3 separate regions of the Mus musculus genome follow, and regions 2 and 3 are each linked to region 1. Evidence: chromatin contacts called from public HiChIP or PLAC-seq data. All regions are on one chromosome and are shown on one strand. The core of a region is the stretch at or near the end of the contact, and the rest is flanking DNA. Distances in the headings are between cores, read along the strand shown. Region 1 has its middle 5.5 kb from the start of Gm25137. Region 2 overlaps Eif2b3 (eukaryotic translation initiation factor 2B, subunit 3). Region 3 overlaps Pik3r3 (phosphoinositide-3-kinase regulatory subunit 3).

Evidence for each region. HiChIP or PLAC-seq counts read pairs in DNA pulled down with a chosen protein or histone mark.
Region 2: an H3K27ac HiChIP or PLAC-seq map of microglia shows a contact between it and region 1, with 5 times the contacts expected there. The contact joins two enhancer-like sites. A contact is called at or near these places in 1 of 115 datasets of contacts at active chromatin or transcription factors (microglia) and 2 of 9 other capture datasets (liver and pancreatic islet).
Region 3: a CTCF HiChIP or PLAC-seq map of the NIH/3T3 cell line shows a contact between it and region 1, with 6 read pairs. The contact joins two enhancer-like sites. A contact is called at or near these places in 1 of 39 promoter capture datasets (cranial neural crest) and 1 of 15 datasets of contacts at CTCF or cohesin (the NIH/3T3 cell line).

The regions. Positions count from the first base shown.
Region 1 is chr4:116,666,894-116,670,387 of GRCm38.p6, forward strand. No RefSeq gene overlaps it. Among named protein-coding and RNA genes, the nearest start is that of Gm25137, 5.5 kb to the right of the region's middle. Within about 2 kb of position 1,503, at least 102 of the 459 cell types and tissues checked have an H3K27ac peak or open chromatin away from gene starts, as enhancers often do. A contact at or near this core is called in the NIH/3T3 cell line and microglia, where this site is marked.
Region 2 is chr4:117,040,072-117,043,565 of GRCm38.p6, forward strand. All of the region lies in intron 3 of Eif2b3 (eukaryotic translation initiation factor 2B, subunit 3), which reads left to right. Among named protein-coding and RNA genes, the nearest start is that of Eif2b3, 22 kb to the left of the region's middle. Within about 2 kb of position 1,505, at least 133 of the 459 cell types and tissues checked have an H3K27ac peak or open chromatin away from gene starts, as enhancers often do. A contact at or near this core is called in microglia, where this site is marked.
Region 3 is chr4:116,299,718-116,303,211 of GRCm38.p6, forward strand. It overlaps Pik3r3 (phosphoinositide-3-kinase regulatory subunit 3), which reads left to right. Exons shown (of 10, transcript NM_181585.6): 10 at 1-3,339. The coding sequence ends at 115. Among named protein-coding and RNA genes, the nearest start is that of Pik3r3, 80 kb to the left of the region's middle. Within about 2 kb of position 1,549, at least 107 of the 459 cell types and tissues checked have an H3K27ac peak or open chromatin away from gene starts, as enhancers often do. A contact at or near this core is called in the NIH/3T3 cell line, where this site is marked.

The DNA.
Region 1 (3,494 bases), core at 253-2,752:
CAAACTGAAGAACTATTGACAGTTGATGGTTTTTGGAAAAGGAGTGTCAGCTTTTTTAAAGGGTGTATTTTCATACATTTAACACATGGTAGTAGATGGTCTTATGACCATAAGCACATGGGCAGCACGAATTGAGCTCAATGGGTGATTAAAAAAAAAGGGGGGGGGTTGGCAGCTGACAATCGTTTGTAACTCCAGTGTCAGAGGATCTAATGCTCTCTGCTGAGGGCACTACTCATATGTGATGCACAGACAGACATTCAGACAGAACACATATTTACATAAAATGAATGAATTCAGAAAAATACAGGAAGCAGACATAGAAGGATCGATGCAATTTAGAGACCACCCTGGGTTAATCTTAAAATCCTGTCTCCAAAACACAAAATAAATATATTAAATAATAAAAATAAAAATAAATTAAGTAGGGGCTGGAAGATTACTCAGCAGTTAAGAGCACTGACTACTCTACCAGAGGTCCTAAGTTCAATTTCCAGCAACCACATGGTGGCTTACAACCATCTATAATGGAATCTGATGCCTTCTTCTGGTGTGTCAGAAGACAGATACAGTGTACTCATATTTTAAAAGAAAGAAAGAAAGAAAGAAGAGGGGCTGGTGAGATGGCTCAGCAGGTAAGAGCACCCGACTGCTCTTCCAAAGGTCCTGAGTTCAAATCCCAGCAACCACATGGTGGCTCACAACCATCCGTAATGAGATCTGACTCCCTCTTCTGGTGTGTCTGAAGACAGCTACAGTGTACTTACATATAATAAATAAATCTTTTTTAAAAAAGAAGAAGAAAGAAGAAAGAAAGAAAAAAGCAGGGCATGGTGTCCCACGCTTTTAATCCCAGCACTTGGGAGGCAGAGGCAGGTGAATTTCTGAGTTCAAGACTAGCCTGGTCTACAGAGTGAGTTCCAGGACAGCCAGGTCTACACAGAGAAACCCTGTCTCGAAAAACCAAAACAAAAAACAAAACAAACAAACAAACAAAAAAACCAAAGGGGAAAAAAGAAAGAGAACAAAAAAAAGAAAAAGAAATTTGAAAAAAAAAAAACCCCTTCACTTTTTGGAGATATTTTGGGACCAAGGGAAAGAGTCCAGAACACTAGTGGGAACTAAGTATAGTAGTTATTACTTATTGTTATTGAGTAGATTCCTGCAGAGGCGTCTGGGGTAGAATTGTCACTTCCCCTCTCCCACTCTATCCCTTGAAAGTGCAACTTAGCCCAACAATGCAGGACTCTAGAGCTAGGTTGCACCCTCCCCTCCTCTACATGAATGCACACATGTGGGCAGGCACGTGTGCTCACACATGTAAACATTCACACACCTGTGTGTGGAGTGCCAGCTGAGGGCATAGAAGATATACCAGGGCAGGACTCAGACAGGAAGATCAGTGCTGAAGTGAGGTCGTGGAAAGAAGACTACAGCCAGCTAAAATCACTGGTCTGTGGTTGGAAGGTGGGAAGGAGTGAGAGGGAGTCATATGAGCAGAGCTGGCAAGGCAAAGGGGAAAAAAATGCAGAAGGAAGCAGTCAGCCTGAGTCATGTGGCAGTACTGATTTCTTCTGTTAACTTCATTTCCTGAATTTACAGACTTCTATTGCGAATGTCACCCACAAAGGGTGCTCTGTTAGAAGTGGGTAGAAGTGATTGAGTTAGTTGGACAATATGGCCCCTGGCCATAATTTCAAGAGCATTATAAATTCAAGGCAAGCATGGGATAAATAGAAAGATCCTATCTTTTAAAAGAAATGCTGGAGTCAGGCCTGGAGCCAGGCATGGTAGTGCACTCTGGAGGCAGAGGCAGGCATACCTCCTTGAGTTCGAGGCCAGCCTGATCTACAGAGTGAGTCCAGGACAGCCACAGCTCTGTTACACAGAGAAAACAAACAAACAAACAAACCAACAAACAACAACCACAAAAATCTAAAAACAAAACCTGAGTTTGATCCTCAGTACCATATATATAAAAGCATGATTTACTCATGCAGGTGACAGATATTTAATGATAACTGCCATGTGAAAGGATAAACAGGTGCCACTCAGGGAGTTTAAGGAAGCCGGGGAGCAGCAGCAATCTAGGCTGAAGGACTAACATATGCCAACTGTGAAAGAGTAAGCAGGGTCCTACATTCCAGCACATTCTACACCTGTTTGAATAAGGCAGGGCTGTAGCTTGGTTGCCAGACTGCAGCCTAGCATATGTGAAGCCCTGGGTTCAAACTTGGTACTGAATAATCTTGGATATGTTCAGTGATATATCCCTATAAAGACCAATGTTACCCTTTACTTCATAGTAAGGTCCAACCGAGCCTGGAGTACAGGAGATTATGTTGTAAAAGAAGGAAGGAGAGAGAGAGAGAGAGAGAGAGAGGGAGGGAGGGAGGGAGGGAGGGAGGGAGAGAGAGAGAGAGAGAGAGAGAGAGAGAGAGAGAGAGAGAGAGAGAGAGAGAAGGGGAAAGGAGGACTGGAGAGATGTCTTAGTGATTGTTCTTCCAGAAGATCCAAGTTCAATTCTCAGTACCCATATGGGGGTTAAGACCCACCTATAACTCCATTCCAGAGTATTAGATGCCCTCTTCTGGCCTTCAGGGGCAATGCATGCATGCACAAGGTATGCAGGCATACACGTAGGCAAAATAAACACCAATATGAATAAAACAAAAATAAATAAATCTTTTAACACAGAGAACATAGCCCTGGAAGGTGGTGGCACATGCTTTTAATCTCAGCACTCAGGAGGCAGAGGCAGGTGGATTTCTGAGTTCGAGGCCAGCCTGGTCTACAGAGTGAGTTCCAGGACAGCCAGGGCTACACAGAGAAACCCTGTCTCGAAAAACCAAACCAAACCAAACCAAACCAAACCAAACCAAACCAAACCAAACAAAACAAAACAAAAAGCAAAAAAAAAAAAAAAAACAAAAAACAAAAAACAAAAAAACAAAAACATTTACCAACCATACAAACAAAAAACCCACAGGTAACTAGCACATGATTCTCTCTGAAGACACAAGACTTTAGGAAAAAAATTAAGTAAATCCAATAAAAAAATAAAGGAGAGATTGGGAAGATGGCTCAGTGGGCAAGACTGCTTGCTCTGCAATGCTGTGACCTGAGTTCAAATCCCAGTGCTGGAATAAAGCTGGGCAGGGCTGTAAGTGCCAAGGGGTACAGGATTGGAGGTGGGGGTATGAATCATGAGGATTTACTGGCCAGCCAACCTAGAGAGGACAAGAAAGACAAGTTTCCAGTTCATCCAGAGACCCTGTCTCATAGCAATAAGACTCAGAGTGGTAACGGAAGGTTCCTGACATCCCACTCTGGACTCCATGAGAACACACATGGGGGTATAAATCTGGACACACATAGGCCAGGTTCCAGCGTATACACATACACACACACACACCCGCACCCCCCCACACACACAAACACCCCCCCCCCCCACACACACACACACAGAGCGCATAGAATTGGAGAGTTGGCTC
Region 2 (3,494 bases), core at 255-2,754, 370 kb after region 1:
ATTTTATTAGGCCCTGGCAGTTTTTTCCCGGGGAGCTATGGTTTTTTTTTTTTTTTTTCCTTGATGTAGGAAATCGTTTGCCAGATTGTATTATTTATCACAATCTGCCGCGGAACAGCTGCCAGAAGACAAAGCTGTTCCAGTAGCTTGGCTCTCCTCCCTCCATCACCACCACGCAGACAAGCATCCGGTTTTCTATTGAACTTTGGGGGTTTTTCCCCCCTAGTTTTCCTTCATGGTTTTGGCTTGATTAAAAATGTTCTTGTAATGAGATATTTCTGGGCTTGCTGTGGCAGTGTAATTGAGTTTTCTGAGCTTAATTTGTTTGCTTTAGTCAACACTAACTGGCAGCAGTTTGTAGTTTGAAATCCTGGGTGTCTTGAATTCTTCCTAAATTCTAAAGTGCTGTTTTCCCTTGGAGACTGTGTGTGTTTGAATACTGTCAACAAGGCACACATTTATTATCTTTCCAAGCTGTGCCTCTCACCCTTATACTTACCCCAGCCTCTTTAGATGCAGGCTTATAATGAGATGTGAAGACTGTTGGGATAGTGAGTAGGTGTGTCTTTGGAGACTCAGGTTAGTTTCCGCATAAGAAGCTGTTAGTGTTAGACAACACTGTTGAAGGCTAGTATGTTCAGATATTGCATTCTGGATCAATGTTAATTCACAGTCCAGACAACCCATGTTAATTTATGACTCGTAAGTCACACATAATCAATAGTACTTCTCAGGCTCATTAGAGTTTACAGTTTGTTTCTCTTAGACTTTTTTCTTCTAGGATTTCCAGCTTTTTGATGGTCAGCAAATCTCTCCTCTGCAAGTGGTGGAACAGCTGCTAGGAGGAGAATGCTTGGCTTGCTTTGAATCTTACCTGTCTCTGAGACAGTCAGTCTGTCCTGCTTTTCAGACTGGGGCCTTTCTTTTCCTACAGAGAACAGATGGCAAACAGACATGAAGGGAGGAGGATTGTTCCTTGTTGTCCTTTGGGATTTTGTATTCATGAAGTGTGACAAAACTTCCTGAGGAGACACAACACATGTCTACTCACCTCAGATAGGGAGCCCACGACAGACCAAAGTATGGATACCACCAAATTCCAAGTTGGTGAGCCAGTGAGTTTAATTTTTATTAACTCCTGAGTTTACTAACGAGAATATGGGTGAGGGGTTGTTTACAAAGAATGATTCAAAGATATCACCAAAGCTCAGCCCAGCATGGGTGACAGCCCATGAGAGCTGGAGAATCTGGAGCATACTGCACAGCCTGGACACAACACAGCTTGACAGGTTGGAGAGTAGCCTTTCTAATTCACTCTGGTCTACACCTCTTCCAGGCAGCAGTTGGCGGTTGCAGCTTTCATTCTCTTAGAGCCTTCCTGATAGCTCAGCTTCCCTTGTCTGAGACGGACTCTCAGCTTTTACTGTTTACTCTGGCAAGGAGAGGCTTAGTGAATCTGGTCTGCTTGGAGGTCGGGGTAAGGAACACACTTGACACACCAACAGCTTTAAAGAGAAGTAAAGGAGGACTGTTGCATAACAGTTCAGTGGGGGGAAAGGGCCATCCACAGGCAAAGAGAAACGAGCCACTGGCCTGCTCCCAATTATGCAAGACTTGCTTGCTTGGTGTTCACAGTGATGACAGATTTAAATACTTCTGCAGATATTGAATGGGGTCAGCATTTATTTCCCAAGACAACTTTGTCACCACTTCAGGGACATCTGCATTGGACTAATTTTCTTTACTTTGAGGTACACTTGATTCAATTAATCATTAAATAGTCAACTTAGAAAAGCAATTATCTTATTAAAGCAACCTAGGAAATAAAAGATTTTCCCCCCTCAACCAGCTGTCCTCATTATGATGAAGTGGAGCAGCTCTGTGCTATTGTACTGAAAAATCACATGCCAAACAGACTTTTTCCTTCTTGGTTTGTGTAGATGCTGTCTCATTTCCTTTTTTTGTTGTTTGGTTTTTGTTTTTTGAGACAGGGTTTCTCTTTATAGCCCTGGCTGTCCTGGAACTCACTTTATAGATTAGGCTGGCCTCGAACTCAGAAATCCACCTGCCTCTGCCTCCCGAGTGCTGGGATTAAAGGCGTGTGCCACCACGCCCAGCTGTTTTGTTTTGTTTTGTTTTTTGTTTTTACAAAAAGAAAATAGTTATAGAAAACACTTTTTGGTTTTATAGCTGGTTTATTTAAATTGAAGTTTAAGAATTTGTTTTCTAGTCAGTTGGCATTAGACTTCTGTCTTCTCTGTTATGCCAAAACCTAAAGGTAGAATGCTTAGGCAAAAATTTCTTAAAATATATTAAGTAGCCTTGATTGACTAGTCACATTTAAACTTCTAGTCCCAGTTTTCTCCAGGCTGCTTAATAGGATCTGGCAAAGCACAGAGAACAGGATTAACAATATTAGACAAGTAAATTGTTGCAGAGGATAATCCAGTTTTCACTGGAGCACCTCTATCTAATACAGAAACTCAACAACAACAAAAAGCTGCCTGTGGTGTTGCATGCCTTTAATCCCAGTACTGGGGAAGCAGAATATCTGTGAATTCGAGGTTAGCCTGGTCTACAGAGCAAGTTCTAAGACAGCCTGAGCTATGTAAAGAGACACTGTCTCAAAAAAGGGATGTGGGTTCATTTCCTTATAAAGTTGCTCTTGATTGTTTTGTGTGTATAACACAGGGTAACCTTGAGTTCCTAATCCATCTGCCTCAGCCTCCTGAGTTTTTAATTATAGGCTTCTGCTACTATACCCAACACAAAATTACCTCTTTTTGAGTGCAATATTAGAAACTGAACGAGTGACTTTGTGCATCCTGGGTAAGCACTATTAACTGAGCTATGTCCCAAGCCCCCATCCGTAGTTTTTATTGGAATTAATTATTGGGTGGTCATCAGAAATCCTACCCTTATGAGAAAAATATTTTCTTCAGTGATTCATTCATTTAATCATTCATTCATTGTCCAGTTGAGACAGTAAAAAGGATGATTTATTATACAAGAGTCTCACTTGGCCACAAGTGAGAACAGAACTAGTCCAGACTGCCACAGGTCCAGGCTTAGGGTCAGTGGCACTGTTGTGGTTGTAAAGAAGACAGTTGGTCTCCGGAGCAGGTGGGGATGTTCAGATTTGTTGAGACTTCTCCCCAGCAGCGGCACACAGCCGTCCCAGCCTCTACCCCGTGCCTCCGCTGCTCCAGCCTCTGCGGGCACACAGGCTAATTCCTTGCACCTCTGCCTCATCTTTCTCTCTTGTGTTTGTGCATTTGATTCTCTTCCACTCTGCTCTCACAGCGCGGGAGCTTCAAGGGAGGCACACTAAGGCCGAGAGGCTCTTGAGTGATTTATTCAGTCATCATTTCTTGTTTAGTTTGGAGGTAGAGATTAAATGTAGAATTTTACATGCTAAGTACTTGTAATGCCACTGAACTACATCCCCAGGACCTCATTTATCAGTTATTAAATGCTGAGTGTATACTAGTCAC
Region 3 (3,494 bases), core at 299-2,798, 370 kb before region 1:
ACTGAAGGAGCTGGTGCTCCATTACCAGCAGACATCCCTGGTTCAGCACAACGACTCCCTCAACGTCAGGCTCGCCTACCCTGTCCATGCACAGATGCCTACGCTCTGCAGATAAGCAGAGTGGAAGAGACACGCTCTCTAGCCGTTTTTTTCCTATGGTTTTTATTAGACTACGATGAGGGCATTCTTTCAACGTAGACTGCTTGTTTTGCACAAGTGATTCTGTGAATGTGAAATGGAGAGGCCAAGCAGTAGCTTGGATTTAGAAATGAGGGGCCCAGGGTCTCTGGCCTCGGCTGTGCTGCTGCACTGATGGACTAAGCTGGAAGCAGATATTGGTTTCATGGGGTTTGGGTTTGTTGTCAGGCACCTTTAAAAGAACAGCTAAGGCTTGTTGTGGGTTGGGGTGGGGGTTTTATTTGGAAGTTTCTGAAGAGTCCACATCCCTTTGTCCTCAACCCTAAGAATGCAGCAGGTCACAGTTCTGCTGGGAGTTGTTTTGATTTGATAGTCTCTTCCCCTTTCCCCCAAATAAAGAGCCGATTTTGGCTCTGTGGTAAAGTGGGATTTGGTTTGGAGGGAAAAACAACCAAAGGAAAATAGGGAGGTATGGGATTACATTTTCAGAATCTAAACCAAGGAGGCAAAAGACCCCTTCAGTTGATGTTACTTCAATTTTATCAACATAATCTAGGCTTCAGCATCTTCACCAACTCCTCCCTCTAAAGCACTGTGTTCAAAAACCAACAAAGCAGCATCGCCAGACCAAGGTCTAAGGGGAGGACAGTAGTAGCTGAATGTACACTTCTGTACCAAAACTTGAAAGACTAGAAATGTGAGTTTCAACAAACACTAAAATTGGTCAGTGTATTTCCTTTTGCCCTGGCCTTGTTTCTCAGATGAGGAATAGAATTATTTTGTGGAAATAGTAAGCTTTGAGTCATAATGAAGTTGGTGCTTGTGTGGTGTTTCTTTAAAGAAATGTTTGAAACCCTTGTAAGTTGTTTTATGAGTAAAGAAACAGTGCAATCCAGTGCTTTTAGATGGCTTGATATACCAAATAATGATAGAGAACAACATTGTTGTGTGCTTCCTCAAGTTTAAAAGCCTTGCCAAAACTATACAAGGATTAATTTGCCTTCATCTCCCCTTCCTTTTTTGGATAGGGTTTAGGGAGCCATAGGTAGCTAAAGGAGGACTCGAGTTTGTGGTCAGAGACCTCAGTAAATCACAGGCACATGAGGCCTGGTATCCATGGTGAAGGGTCCATCACATGACATGTTATTCAATACTGTGGTTGAAGCGTTTGCCAGAAGAGGGGATGACGTGGAGTTCAGACTATCTGGGGAAATAATCCACAGGCTTTCCTGCTTGCCCTTTTTGTGAGCCTGCTGTTAAGGCAGTGCACACAGCCTGCTCTCATGCTTCCGTGGCTGTGGTTTAAGCCTTCAGCTAAGTGAAGTTAGATAGAGGAGAGGGCAGCCATCTATTTATGGATTCACACTCATTTAAGAGTTCAGCTGCTTCAGAGTCAGTTCTGGAGCCATAACAGGCTCAGTATGACTCAGCTGCTTGAGCCCAGTAATGTGCAGTCAGGCAGTTTAGACAAGCAGCCTGTGCCTGGGTCATCAGGCTTACAATCAGGGAAGATGAAGTTTGGGGGCCAAAATAAAGATGAATATGACTTTCCCTGAGCACTTCCTTTGGTGACAGTGTCTAGAAGAAACCACAGTATAGAGATAGGTCAAAAGTTTTGAATAATTGTCACAGTTGATAGGGCATGCCATTGATGGCTTTTTCTTGTTCATGCTCCAGTGTGAAAGAGAGGAGATTGACCACCCTCAGCCACTCTGTAAGGCCTTTTTCAAAATTGCCAGCTTAAAATCTTGCTCAGTTTACCAAGTAATGCCAGGCTATTTGTTGATTGGAATACCTGTGACTTTGTACTGATGTTGAACTTGCTGAAGCAGTTATATGCTCAAGATTAGGTGTGAGGAATCCCTCTGATCCAGCACTAAAATTTTAGTATGTCCTGAACGCCTTTTTAAAGAAATCTCTTCCAAGTAAGTCAAAATGATAAAATATACAGCTTTAGTGTTGAATAATGTCTTTACCTTGTAGGCAGACATGGAAGATATGCAGGAGAAAGCAGCATCTACACCTGGGCTGGACAATGGAGAAAGACAGGTTTTCAGTCCTATATTCTTTCCCTTTGAGTAACCACTTTGTGGGAGCTGAGACCAGGGATCATTTAATAAATCGGAAGCTATCTTTTTATTTTTCTGCCAAGTTACTACATGATTTATCTGATCCTGAGCTGTGGAAATGGCATGAGGAGCAGTCTCCTAAGAGTGGCCCTGCTGTCTGAGGGAGTCTGGAAGCAGGTGTTGGTCTTCTTCTCAAGGCTAGCTCAAAGTTCTGTCTCATGATCTAGGCCCTGGGACTATCTCTTTTGGCATCTTAACTGTAGACTCATTGACTAAAGCAGAGGCTAGAGACAGATTAGGACCATAGGGGCAGGCAGATCAGCCAGTCCCCAGATCAGCCAGTCCCCAACAGGAAAGCAGCTTTGGGTTGGCTAGATACAGTTTTTAAAATAAAAACAAAACAAAACAAAGCTGTTTCCACCTGGCATAGTTCAGCTTAGGTAGGTTGTTTATGTTCTTGTCACTGCTCCAGCAATAGATGAAGACATCCTACAGCTCCACACTACTAAGACACAAGCTTTCTACATTTACTTCAGACTCAAGCCCGAGTGGCATCTTCCTTGTGTCCCTTCTCTGCAAGGTACCAGCTTCACCCATTCTCCAGAACTTTAAAGAAAAAATGTACTTGAACAATTTCTGATTTCTAGGATGATCTCTACTGCCAGTTAGATCTTCTTGAGGTTTCCATGACATCATACACCAGAGGTCCATTCTTGGTCCTTTGCTGCCAACTGCTCATTCTTGACTTAGCTCTAGCCATTTGTGACAACCACCCTTGTTTCCTTACAAATCCTCGCATGTAACTTTGGTACTTTGTTGTTTCTTGTGAAGAATCTATTCTGTTGTCTTTGATGTAATAAAAAAATTTCATGTAGTTTATGTAAAAATAACTGACTCAGAAGGAAGCCAACTGTGTCTTGTGTTGGAACAATTCATAATGTAATTTCTAGACCACTTTTGCAAATTGTTCTTGTCACCAAATGTGTTCAGACATTGCTGTGCGGTTGTGGGGAAGGGGTGGGGGGAAGGTAAGGTGAGAACATTGTTGGGGCTTTTTCCTTTTTTTAACCTTCTCCAAGACTTGGAATGGTTGGCAGACTTGCTCCAGATGCAATAAAGACATTGCAGTGAAGCATTTTTTGGTTTTCTTGGCATGGAGGGCAGTGGGCTAAAGCAGGTTAGGGAGTAAGGTAAGAAGTTCTGCATGCTTGAAGTCCATACTGGGGCCAAGAGAGGTTCTCCTTCCTATAAGAGGAAATTAAAACTCAAAAAACAAAAACAAACAAA